3 separate regions of the Mus musculus genome follow, and regions 1 and 3 are each linked to region 2. A link is a contact called in public Hi-C data. All regions are on one chromosome and are shown on one strand. Each heading gives the region's core, a stretch centred on a gene start, on an enhancer-like site or on the middle of the called end of the contact. The rest is flanking DNA. Distances are from core to core; before and after follow the strand shown.

The links. Hi-C and Micro-C count contacts between places; a contact is called where the count stands out from the background.
Region 1: a Hi-C map of the N1E-115 cell line shows a contact between it and region 2, with 28 times the contacts expected there. The contact joins two enhancer-like sites. A contact is called at or near these places in 1 of 15 datasets of contacts at CTCF or cohesin (pro-B cells), 28 of 484 Hi-C or Micro-C datasets (the 3T3-L1 cell line, the AML12 cell line, the HPC-7 cell line and 17 more) and 1 of 9 other capture datasets (embryonic tail).
Region 3: a Hi-C map of cortical neurons shows a contact between it and region 2, with 4 times the contacts expected there. The contact joins two enhancer-like sites. A contact is called at or near these places in 1 of 15 datasets of contacts at CTCF or cohesin (pro-B cells), 13 of 484 Hi-C or Micro-C datasets (the N1E-115 cell line, adipose-derived mesenchymal stem cells, cerebral cortex and 6 more) and 1 of 115 datasets of contacts at active chromatin or transcription factors (astrocytes).

The regions. Positions count from the first base shown.
Region 1 is chr12:34,198,320-34,202,492 of GRCm38.p6, reverse strand. All of the region lies in intron 23 of Hdac9 (histone deacetylase 9), which reads left to right. Among named protein-coding and RNA genes, the nearest start is that of Gm51984, 15 kb to the left of the region's middle. Within about 2 kb of position 1,277, at least 29 of the 459 cell types and tissues checked have an H3K27ac peak or open chromatin away from gene starts, as enhancers often do.
Region 2 is chr12:34,657,510-34,661,507 of GRCm38.p6, reverse strand. All of the region lies in intron 3 of Hdac9 (histone deacetylase 9), which reads left to right. Among named protein-coding and RNA genes, the nearest start is that of Gm46347, 130 kb to the left of the region's middle. Within about 2 kb of position 2,722, at least 19 of the 459 cell types and tissues checked have an H3K27ac peak or open chromatin away from gene starts, as enhancers often do. A contact at or near this core is called in cortical neurons, where this site is marked.
Region 3 is chr12:34,332,581-34,336,432 of GRCm38.p6, reverse strand. All of the region lies in intron 14 of Hdac9 (histone deacetylase 9), which reads left to right. Among named protein-coding and RNA genes, the nearest start is that of Gm51984, 120 kb to the right of the region's middle. Within about 2 kb of position 1,857, at least 16 of the 459 cell types and tissues checked have an H3K27ac peak or open chromatin away from gene starts, as enhancers often do. A contact at or near this core is called in cortical neurons, where this site is marked.

The sequences.
Region 1 (4,173 bases), core at 28-2,527, 460 kb after region 2:
GAATTTTTGGCTGGGTCACACATTCATGAAATAATAGCAGTATTGAAGTTACCGATGTAGACTGAATTTGAGAAACAAATGAACACTTTTAATGAAACAGGAGCCAAACGCAAAAAAATTAAAATGTGGCTTGTTCAAAACCTGATATGGAATAAGATGAGTGTAAGTTGAAATATGTTCTCTCCTCTGTACCTCCAGTTTTAGACACTGTCTTTTAGATGCTCTGCTGCTCCAGTCTGACTTAATGCTTGCCAGTCCCTACCCCAGACACATTTCTGTCACTTTAACCTTTTGGGTGTTCAGAAATTCTACAGTAAAAATATCATTTCAGAAATATAACATCTCTCCAGCAAATATAATTACGCTCGGTGACCCAGCAGGTGGAAAAGATGAGGGTGAGTCGTATCAACCTCTTTATGCAGCACATTAATTTCTACAGAGAACTAAACTCTGCCCAAGGTATGCGAATATATTCCATTCTGTTGAGGGTTTTTTTTTGTTTTTTTGAAAATGTAAAATTAAACAATTATATGATAAGCCATTGCTCCTTAATTTGCAGTACCGCTTTCAATATCTTGTCTTTGTTGTAGAAGAGCATGTAAGACCCAATAGGGTCAATAGGCTTGGGAAGCTACAAGGTAGGAAAGGCTTCATGCTATGGTCAAGGGCAAACACAAAATCCTGGATCAAGAAGGGCTCACGAGATGCAACCTGAAATTTTCTTCTCTCGTAATCTTTGGTGAAGTGTATTGTCTTATAAAATGTCTGCATGCTCTCCTTGGGAAGGACTTCTAACTGTAACTGAACCACAAGGCTGCCCCCTGGTGCTTTATGTATTGTTTAATTGTTTGCCTTTGGTGAATGTTTTTATTAAAAGCCCATTATTTAGAGTAGGACCAAAGTGTCACTTTAAGAACAACAGAGGCAGAGCTGTTCAGCGGAATAGTTCCTTTTCATGGGTGTGTTTAATGCACACTGGATGCAGCTAATGAGCTGAAATTTCTTCTTGTAATACTTCAAAAAGAGCAACAACAACAACAAACAAAATTCTCCTTTTTTTATTTTCCTCTAATAAAAGGTGACTGGATTGGCTGTAAGAGCCATACTTGAGGATGGCTGTGCCCCAGCCAGGAGACGAGAACGGTGTCTGTCTGTGGTCATCTGCTCTGTCTGCCTCTGTTGTAGGGGATTTTGTTTCCAGTCACATACACTTCTCTGCACGTGGCCCTGGGATCATGGGAGGCAATGAAGTATGTGAGTTTCTCGGAGTGTTTACCAGGCCCTTTTGTGTTTCAGTGTATATCTGAGTGGGAGAGATAGGCCTTATTGTCTTCGGATTCTTCATAGTCTGTTTGCCAGGAAACTTCATCTCAGATTTTTTTTCCCAGCACACATTAGGCCCAGGAGTATTTTGAATTCAGTGATTCTAATGCTTGAGGTTCTTCTCTCTGAATAGCCCTTCTCTTATAGCTTCACCGGCACATTGGTCGCTTGCGAATTTGTTAGGATTTGACTCTGGAGAAAGTTCAGTGTTTGCCACCAGGTCCTCACAGACAGCAAGTAAGAGGCCTTTTCATTGTTTAGCTGTCTTCTTCCAGAGCTAATCTAGGGCTGTGACCCAGCCTCCAGCAAAAAATGAAAAGCCGAAGTACCTTGATACAATTTCTAGGCCCTAAATGATCTCATTAAATTCTGACTCTAGATATCAAGTAGACATTTGAGGAAATATGATTATTGACAAAATGTAAGCCTGTTATACACTATATTACTTCAAAAGGAGAAAGGCCATTAGGACATAATTACATCAGAAACAGTATACACATTGGGCTGGTTTATAAACTGTCACTTTCAGAAGTATGAAGACGTATAAAAGTTTCCAAAGGTCCCATTATGACCCTATTTCCAACAGTATTCTCTGACAAACTAAATAAATTACTGCATGTATTGGACCTTTGAGGCTTGGGGCAAAGAATGGAAAAATTATTTACAAAAGCTTGAAAATATTTAATCACTAGAGGCAGGGGGGCAACGGTGTTTTAATTAGCAGGTCCTCGGGCCATTGGCTGACTGGAGGCTTTCTCAAACAACCACACAAATGCACTGAATAGCTGTTTGCCAGCCTTAGGGTCAGGCCTGAGATGAAACAGATAAGATAATTGGCTCTAATGAAATCCAGAAGGCCTTGGCTTTCTTGTTTGAGCTTGGATTTGAAAAGTGCGTGTGGAAGTGAGGCTTAATTCAAACCAGAACTGAGCTAGGCCCATTTCTCAGTGACTTTGATATTGTTTGAAGTTCTGAAAGTGTTCGCCACACCGCTAGCCTGCTGGGCTGGGCCTCCCTGGTACCCTTAATTACTAAGCTTTATTGCTGACTTTACTACACAGGAAAGGGGCCATTATATGTTCCATCAACATCAGCTCTTCTCAGATTGGAGGAAAGGGCAGGGTTAAAGGCCACTGTAGGAAGGCAGCAGCTTCACTTTGAGGTAGGCAGATCATTTACCAGTGTTAAGTTTCAGTGTTATGTACATACATTCCTCACAACACAGAAGCCCGATTTCCATTTTTAAAGCAAATGATTACTTCTCTAAATATTTTCACTATGCCTCTTCCCACTCCCCCAGCAGAAGAGAAAAATAATTCCACACCATACAATATAACCGAATAAAAAATAAAATGAAAAACAAAACTTGACAATGCCTCCCAATTAATCATCATAGCAGCAGGCCAGGTCGGAATCTATAATAAGGAGGATTATTATTGATGCACCTTTGAAGTAGAGAAATCAGTGAGGAGCCCTCCTGTGCTGGGAGACACCCCGAGGAATAAAGACCCCTCAGGAGAGCCTACAGAATGAAATCCCCATTTTCAGACTCTTTCACAAAGAGGTTCCACAAAAGAGAATGCCTCCCATTCCATTCGGAAGCCAAATAGAAAAAAAAAAAAAAACAAACAAACAAACATGGAAGCGCCCTTTCCAGGACCCACTGAGTAGTGATGGGGTCACTACTTGCCACCAGTTGGTAAGGACAGAGTATGCATCTGCATGAATAAAGAAGTATCCATTCTTAGCGCTCTCAGAGATTTGCTTGTGCTAGGAAGGCTACAGGACATGCAATCTCCTCAATCATTTCCTGCCCCTTGTATCCTATCTTTGAATAGTCAATCCATGAGTGATACCATCAGACTTAAGTGTATTTTGCATTTTTTAAATAAACATGATAAAAGTGTTCTAATAATATGCATGGTCCTGTGGACAATTAAACTCTTTCTGAGTATTCTGTGTAGAGGGGCTACAGGACAGGAGCTCTCTAAGACCATGGTGTATATAGCTGCCCCTAAGTAAACAATAAGCAGTCAGAGAGAACAGCATTAGGAAGACAGAACTAAGACCTACTCTCTAGCATCTCTCTCTTCTTAGAGAAATGTAAGAGAATCTTCATAGAATTTTTCCAATCATGATCATGAGATCAGCTTGGATCAGAAAACTTAAGAGTCATAGTGTCCTCAGCTCACTTGAAATACTAACTCATTTTCCAGTAAGTACTCTTGTACACTGAGTGTTTGTGTACTCCACCATTCATATGCTCATCCCTAAAACCCAGTATGTGGTACTTGGAGATGGGACCTTTGAGTGGTAAATAAGGACTACGAGTGGTTCTAAGGGCCAGGCCCTACATTGAATCCATCAGTGCCCTTGTAGAGACTACAGCAGAGAGCTTGTTCACAGAACAAATTCAAAGATCAAGGAAAGGCTTGGGGAGTGAACACTTCCAAGCCATGAAGAGGGTCCCCAACAGAACCAACCACCCTAAGCAGGCCACTTCCCCATGTCTTGTCTTCAGGAATCTAAGAAAGTACATTTTTGCTATTTAAATCACTTGGCCAATAGGTTTCCATTGTTGCTACTGTTGTTTAAGACATCAGCTAAAGTAGGATAAGAGGGACACAAGAAACCTTTTGTTAAGACTGAATAGCCCACTTATAACTATATTCAAATATGTCAGTGTGTTTTCCAAGCTGTAATCACTAAGTACTAGGTTTAAGGGATATTACATTTTTCTCATCAATTAAAAAGATCTCTTTGTAAAAATATCTATCAACAGACAAAGTTTCATGAATCATTTCCTCAAATTCTTTGATAATTGGACTCCCAGATGCTGTCAGCTTTCCA
Region 2 (3,998 bases), core at 1,473-3,972:
TCTAAATATACACAGCACCACCCTTTTATTATTTATATATTCTGTTCATAGTATTGAGTCTTGATGGCTTATGTTTCAATGTACACAACACTGCTCTTTGTTGCACTGTGTGTCCACATGCACAGCATTGCCCCTTTTTGGCCCATGGTTTTTGCACAATATTGTCCCTGGTTCTTGCTGGTTTATGTATCTATGTGCTAAGTCTGTTGCTGGTGGTTTATATGTCCATGTGCACAGCACACATTTTGCTGGTATTTCTGTCCATGTACCCAATATACTGACCCTTAATTGTTTTGTAAAGATCATTTTTCTCTCTCGTAAGTCAGCCATTCACTATAAATAATGTGCGCAGCTCCCTTGGTCTTCTCTGAGACACTAGAGAACCATCATGTGTGTGAGTATGAATCTTAGAATGCAAATAAAATGCTCCCTATATAGCAGGCCTGGCTATTGTCTCTGAGCAGAAGCTATAGTATAGACACAGGATAATGCTCATTCAGTGGGTTTCCCCCTTCCTGTCACATTACCACTCTGCATTTTGCTTTTATGGCAAATTGGATTTATAAATGTCTGCAATTATAAAACATATCTTTAATTCAGTGACTTCAGGGTGATTTCTGTCTTCTCTTTTCATTTCATTGAATCTTATATCAAGTTAAAGCTGACTTGAGAAGCAGGCTTGGGCAAAGTGCAATTTTGCATAATTGGATTCTATGGGAAAGATGAATCTAGAAACCAAGTGTGCAGCACGTTCCCTGCATTCTTGTTAAGTAACCTTTAGCAGCTCTCGGTGGAAATGCCTCAGTGGTTTTTCTCCATCTTCAGCTGGGCAGCTACAGGTCTCCATCTCTATTAACCCCTGGCTTTCCTTTTGGTGTCTGTCTTTCTGAGTGTCTTGTTCTCCTCCTGCCTTTCTGCCTTATGTTAAGCTACTTTGCAACATAATAAGTTAATGGTGTTTAGAATTACTTTGGAGATAAGGAGATGACTTTTTATGCATGTGTTCAGAAATGGGTGTTTTGAGTATGTTTCATTGTGGCAGGGGTGGGGGGAGGAGGGGAGGGGCTGGGGAGGTTTCCTTCCAAAGCAAAAAAGGGAAAAATGTAAGTTTCCCAGAAGTAAAGGTCAAGAGACATGGAACAACTATTTTATTATTTGCTTTCAAAACAGAGAGAGTATGATTTATGTCAGCTAGAAGCTTATGTCATAGTTGTGCAGGTGCTGCTGTGGAGTGTGACCCCCCTCTAATCCCCATAACGACACCGGGCATTGACCACATTAGCTTTGTAGTTACCGACGACTGCCTTCCCCGGGGCCTTCTGGTTTCTAAATCCAGCCACCTGGCTAGCAGGCCAGCCAGTGCTTGATGCAAGAACATTGTTTTCTCAGTATAGCCTGAAATTCATTTTGTGTATTTTGTGTACATGGCTTTTATGTGACTGTTTATGATGATACCTCTGTGGTTCCATTGGAAGTCACCAGGCATATTGTCTTCCTCCTTCCTTTGTTAAGAGATACATCATCACAATTACTAAAAGTGATGATGGTTTATATATATATATATATATATACACACACACACACACACACACACACACATATATATATATATATGCGACATGTAGGTTCCTTCATATCTAATGAGGTCCTTGATATTTGAGGAATAAATCTATATGTTTATACAATTTATCTTCATGATCTTAAGAAGGATGTTAGTATTTTGGTAGTTTTTATGAGTCTTTTGACTGCATGCACAAAGATTTATTTAGTTTTGTTTTATATGTATGAGTGTTTTGACTATGTGTGTATAAATGCACTTTGTGATACCTGGCACCCATGGAGGTCAGAAGAGTGCGCTAGATCTTCACAACAGATGCTTCTGAGCCACCACATGGAAACTGGGAAACAAACCCCGGGTCCTCTCGAATAGCAACGACTGCTGTTAACTACAGATCCACCATTTTTGTTGTTTCTATGTCTTGGTGTTTTCTCCTAAAAGCTAATGAGATTAGATATTTTCTAATTATCACAAAATTACTTTATATTTTATTCCAATTTGCAGCATTTCCAAGGTCCATGGAGATTCTAATAATTTTGTGTGTTATGGACTATAGAGACATGATCTAAATATTAACTTCATTTAAAATATTATTAATGATATTTATAGTTTGCTAGGCAGGGTATTTACCTATTTGTTAGCATATTAAGTTAATGTAAAAAAACGCCAAGAAATAAGACTCTGAAGCTAAACTAAATTTGGATCTCGGCTCTATCACATCCCAGTTCTGTGATCCCGAATTAACCTGTTTGTGACTCATTGGCACCAAAAGCAGCTGGTGGTGACAGTATCACTGTCATAGATGTGATAATTGAATTATTATTTGTGAAGCCCTACATATATATTTGTCATCGTTTAACTTTTCCAAGCAGAGGCTCTTCATTCACAAGTTGACTTTGTCCCACAAGAACAAAACTGAGAAATCATCAGCTCTGACTTAACTTCTTTCATTTGGAACAGATACTGCGTAACCAGGAATTGACAAGCCACAGAAACCAGCCCTTGTCTGAGATGGCATGCAGGACAGAGTAGAAATGGGTTCCATAATGGAAGAAGAGGGAAGTTCAAGATAAGTTATATTTTTCTCACAATAGCTTTGGGCACCCTTCACATTTCAGTTAGGTGGTGACAACATAATTAGACAGTAAAATATCCTGTCTCTAGCTATCCTTTGTGTGCCTGCAAGTCATCTGTGAGGAGTCTCAGCTTGCAAAGGCTGCCTCTGGCTATGTGTTTAGTGTGATTTTTTCTGTAAAATATGCATGAATAAACAAGGCTTCCGACAGAAATAATTAATATTTATCACTTAGTGAAAGCTGCAGCAAATATAAATTTTCGAGATGACACAAGACAGAAGACCTAAGACAAGGCGCTGTGTGCTCAGAGCATCGGGGCTGCCGCTGATTTACAGACCTGTTTCTTTTTAAGATGTGAGAGAAAGAAGTACAAGAATCACAGTGAAGACTTTTGCCACACAGTCCCCAATCCCCTCTGTAGTTCATGGATTGTGAGTATTTGCCAAGGATTCCCCTCTGGAGGGCAGTGCAGTACTACAATTGTTGGAGCAGCCGCTATCTCAAACCTCCCAGAAATTCACTTTAAAAGATTCTTGGCTTTGTAAGATGTAAGTCGCCCCTGCCTTAAATATTCAAATGGGAACATGGTGGTCAAAGTCAAGGCTCTCACTGCATGCGTTGATGTGCTGGGTTGGAGAGGTGGACTTCAGAACACTGCTCAGGGAATGTATTAGTGTAGCTGAATGGCGAAGCTGGAAGACAGGTCTTAGCCTGCTTCGTCTAGTCGCTTTGAAATTTCAACCTCACAATCTGGGATCTGGATCTGTGTTTCAGTATTGGCTTTTCTCAAAAAGACCCATCTGCATGATTTAGGGTCTTGTAATATCTGGTCACCCCTGTAGCCAGCAAAATATTTTCCTGTATCTTAACAGATCAGGAAAATGCTTTGAGAAATATTCCAGCTCTGTGAGCAAATATCCTGATAGTTACCGGATTTCTCATAAAATTTAAAGTTTCTTTCATAACTCTACTGACCTTCACGTGCTATTGAATTACAAACCCAAGCCCCCTTATGTAATCAAACTGAAGGAATCCTGTTTAATTAGCAATATATGACCCTCTGGAAGTATAAACACATAAAAGTTATTTTCCTTGATGTCATCCTACAAAATGCCTTTATACAATTGTAAGCCCTGAAACATTGATGTCTTAGGAGTTAAGCAACAGTAGGCTTCCCCCTGTTCCAGACCCCCCAAGGCAGAGAGATTTCAGCCAACCATATAAAGGGTAACTTCAAATCTCTCAGCTCTCAGAGTGTCACAACAGTTGAGGTTATGAAAGACCTTCTTTTATTGGTAAGCAAAACAAAAGCTGTGCTTTTCAGCTGTAAATCATGACGTAGTCTTATTATACCTAAAAGAATT
Region 3 (3,852 bases), core at 608-3,107, 320 kb after region 2:
GTTCTTTATTTTTCTTGTCTTTCTAGTATATTTAATAAATTTTCAAGGTTCATGGTAAAACTATCTAGGGAGATGTTGTGTTTAAAGATACTTAATGGGGATTGATTGATTGAACCAGGGGCACTGGGATCTTTTAACATACTGATTTGTACTGTGGATCTATAAACACGGGTTAGAGAGCTGCCCAACCTTGCCTCTATTGGAATTCCAGAATGGCAGCCCATTAATAACCTTGTGAAGCTATCCTGTGTATGGTTGTATTTCAGCAGCACCCCTGCCCTCTGCCTGTGAGATCACAGTAACAGACTTTTCCTAGGTCCTATCGGTGTGGACAATAAGCATACCTCTAGACACTGTCAGATGTCACTTGTGGTATAAAAGTCGGACCCCCATCCCACTCAACGTGATTTCACCCACCCACTGCTCATTTAAGTGTCTGCATGATATCTCTGGTGATTATTTAAATACATATAAGCCAATGATTATTTGGTCCATGCATACAAACAGAATTTAAGTAATGAAAATACTTGAGTATGTTATATACTTCAGTGCATTTTATTGGCGCAGAACATGAACATCCCCAGTAGCTGAAATCATGCTAACACTGAGGAATTATGTCATCGATTTCTAGGCTGTCTTGCATCACTGAACACTTAGGGCATTGTTTCTCAACAGTTGACACTTTAGGAGGTTAAATGACCCTTTCACAGGGGTCACCTAAGACCATCGGAAAATGCACATGTTTACATTACAATTCACAACAGTGGGAAAATTACAGTTTTGAAGTAACACCAAAATAAATTTATGGCTGGGGGTCACCACAACACGAGGCACTGTATTAAAGGGTCACAGCATCAGGAATGTTGAGAACCACTGGGTTAGAGTTTGACCTCCATTGGAAACTCCATCTCTAGTATTTCTGGATAACACAAGCTAGCTCTCTCATTGCCAGAACACCCAGATCATTTGTTTGCATATGATAAAATGTCTATGCCTTCAGAAAGTTTTTAATTTGTAGTTTCCTTTCCTTGAGATGCAATTTCCATATTACCATGGTAAATATTTCATTTGCCTAAATAAGTTTCCAAGCATGCTGAGTGGTCGCCTGATTATTCAGTTCACAACCTCTCTTAGGTTAACAACCTCCTGTCTATCATAGATCCACAAGTAATGGATTAGCTCAACTTGGCCATAACCTGTAATGCCAGCACTTAGGAGGAAGAGGCAGGAGATCTACATAGCATAGGGAGACACTGTTTCAAACTAACTAAACAGTTCACAGGAAAAATTGAACACATAAAAATTCTCACAGATTTTTATTTATGCTTACTTTCTGTTTGCCCATTTACTTATTTGCCATAATTTATTGCAGTGTAGAAGATCGGATGCTGGACAGAAGCCATGAAAACACAAGCCCTACCTAGGCAAAACTCACATTTAACAAGGTAGTTCTTAACATAAGAAGACTTTGTCCCTAAGGAACATTTAGCAATAGCCTGAGACACCTTCGATTATCACTGAGGTGGGTTGCTACTGGCATCTAGTGGGTACTGGTGAGGGATGCTGCTATGCATTCTGTAATACAATATAATACAGAGACCCATGCAAAGAATTAGTATAGAATATGAACAGTGCTGAGGCAAAAAATCTTGAATCAGAAGATCAAGTCAGCAATCGGTTAACAGACAGAGTCAGGCCATGACAGAGGAGATATAGGATGCTATGCTAAGTTACAGAAGGAAAACAATTCATACACTTGACTGACAGGCAGAGAGGCCCCTGGGAGCAGCTCATGTAGGCTGAGTAGGCAGCTTGGGAACCAGCAGGATGTGAGTAAAACATGAGATATCATTACCCCAAGGAGAAAAGCCCAAAAGCAATGCCCAGCCAGAGTGACAGTGGAGCTTGAGGGAAGCTACTGACAGCTCCAAGCCTGGGAGAAAGAGCTGACAGAGGGGCTTAGAAGGACGTAGAGGATAGAAACGTGGCTTTGGGAATCACTAGATGTGCCAAATATCTGGAGAGCGTGAGCCTGACAAACACAGGAGAGAGCCTTTCGTCTTGGGAAAGAGGTCACTGGTAACTTTGTTTTTGCTTTTATTGAAAATAGATTTTTTTCCCCACACAGTTCTCTTTCCTCTAACTCTCCCCAGTTCCTCCTTACTCCCCTTCCCAGCTGAACCATACCTTTTTCTGCCTCTCTAGAAAACAAGCATCAAAGGAATAATAAAATAAAATAAGATAAAACAAACAAGTTTAATAGGACAAAACAAGCAGAAGAAACAGAGCCAAAGCTTTTATAGGATCGCTGCTAACTCTAATTAGAGAATGCCGCAGTGAAGATGCTCTTAGAAGTGCTAGACGCTGTGCTGTCTTGGGCAGAGAAGAAAGTGGGCGGTAACACGACTGGAATTAACTTCAGGAAAGACGCTGATTATTGTTTATAGAGAAGAGTCAATAAGAAAACCTGAAAGTTTAGCGAAGTATTTAAAATTTATAAATATATTGAAATATTAACTAATAAAATATTGAAAAAATTAACAAGCATATATCAATATTAAGCACCAGAAAATATTAGTTTCTATTACATGAACAATCCAAGGTACACACACTTTTGCAGTAAGAAACCCCATGTTTTTTGTAAAGACAGAAATTAAAACACTAACACATATACTGCTAACAATTGTCATCCTTACAACACTGGTTTTTATGTATATCTGCTCCTCTTTTCCTTGAAAATTAAACTCATGTTCTAAAATGAGAGCAAATTGCCTTTTAAATAAGAAGAAAAGGGTTTAAGAACTTTAGCTGAGAAAGAATAACAGAAAATTTCACAAGAACTTGAAGTAAACACAGGGAAAGGAAAGCTGTGTGTGTGTGTGTCTGTGTCTGTGTGTGGGTGTCTGTGTGTGTATGTGCATGTGTGTGCAAGTGTACATGTGTGTGCATGTGTGCACATGTTTGTGCATGTGTGTGTGCACATGTGTATGCATGTGTGTGTTTCTGTGCATGTGTACGTGTGTGTATGTGTGTGTGTGTGTGATGTATTTGCGTTGGAAGAAATGAGAACATTCTTGCATGTTTAGGGAGGGAGCTGCTGTACCACATGAGGCTGAGGATACAGGAGCGAATGTGATTGATGAAGCTCCTCTCTTGGGAAGTGGGCGGGATGGGCTCCAGATCACAGGTGGTGGGATTAGTGATGACTAAGAAGAGAGAGATCACTTCAACTGAAAAATGAGAACAAGAGGTAAGGATGGATGTGGTTGCTGATAAGAGCATAAAGGAGACGGCAGGAAGCTGAGGGAGTTGCTGTCAGTTGGCCCCTATTTCCTTCGTGAAGAAGAAGGTGAGGTCATTTGCTGAGTGGGGTTAAGGGTTTATAGACAATGATGCAATGTGGATAGGCTGTTAAGGAGAAAGATGGAGGAAAGGGACCAGGGACACATGATTGCCTAACTGCCTTGAAAGGCCAGCTGAGGCTGGAGACTGAATTTTAAATGAAAGGCATGCGTTTCTGCAGCTTTATGGATTTTTTTCTACCAGCATGTTTTAATATGTGTTTAAAAATAGGCAGAGGAAACAGTGAGGATAATCCTAAGGTTGTAGATTTTACAGAAGCAACACAACTGGTCATGAGGGCCCTCTGCCTAAGAAACTGCAGAAACATTGTTCCCATGCCTCACAGAAGAAAGTATGAGGTGTATCATGGAAGAAACTCAAACAAGCCAGAGCTTGCTTAGGGGATGGAAGTCATGTTAGGTCTACAACCCAAGCATGGCAGACAGGAGTACAAACGCATGTCTGTGTGGTCTGCTCACTGAAGGGAGCTGGTGTACAAGCTAGTATCCT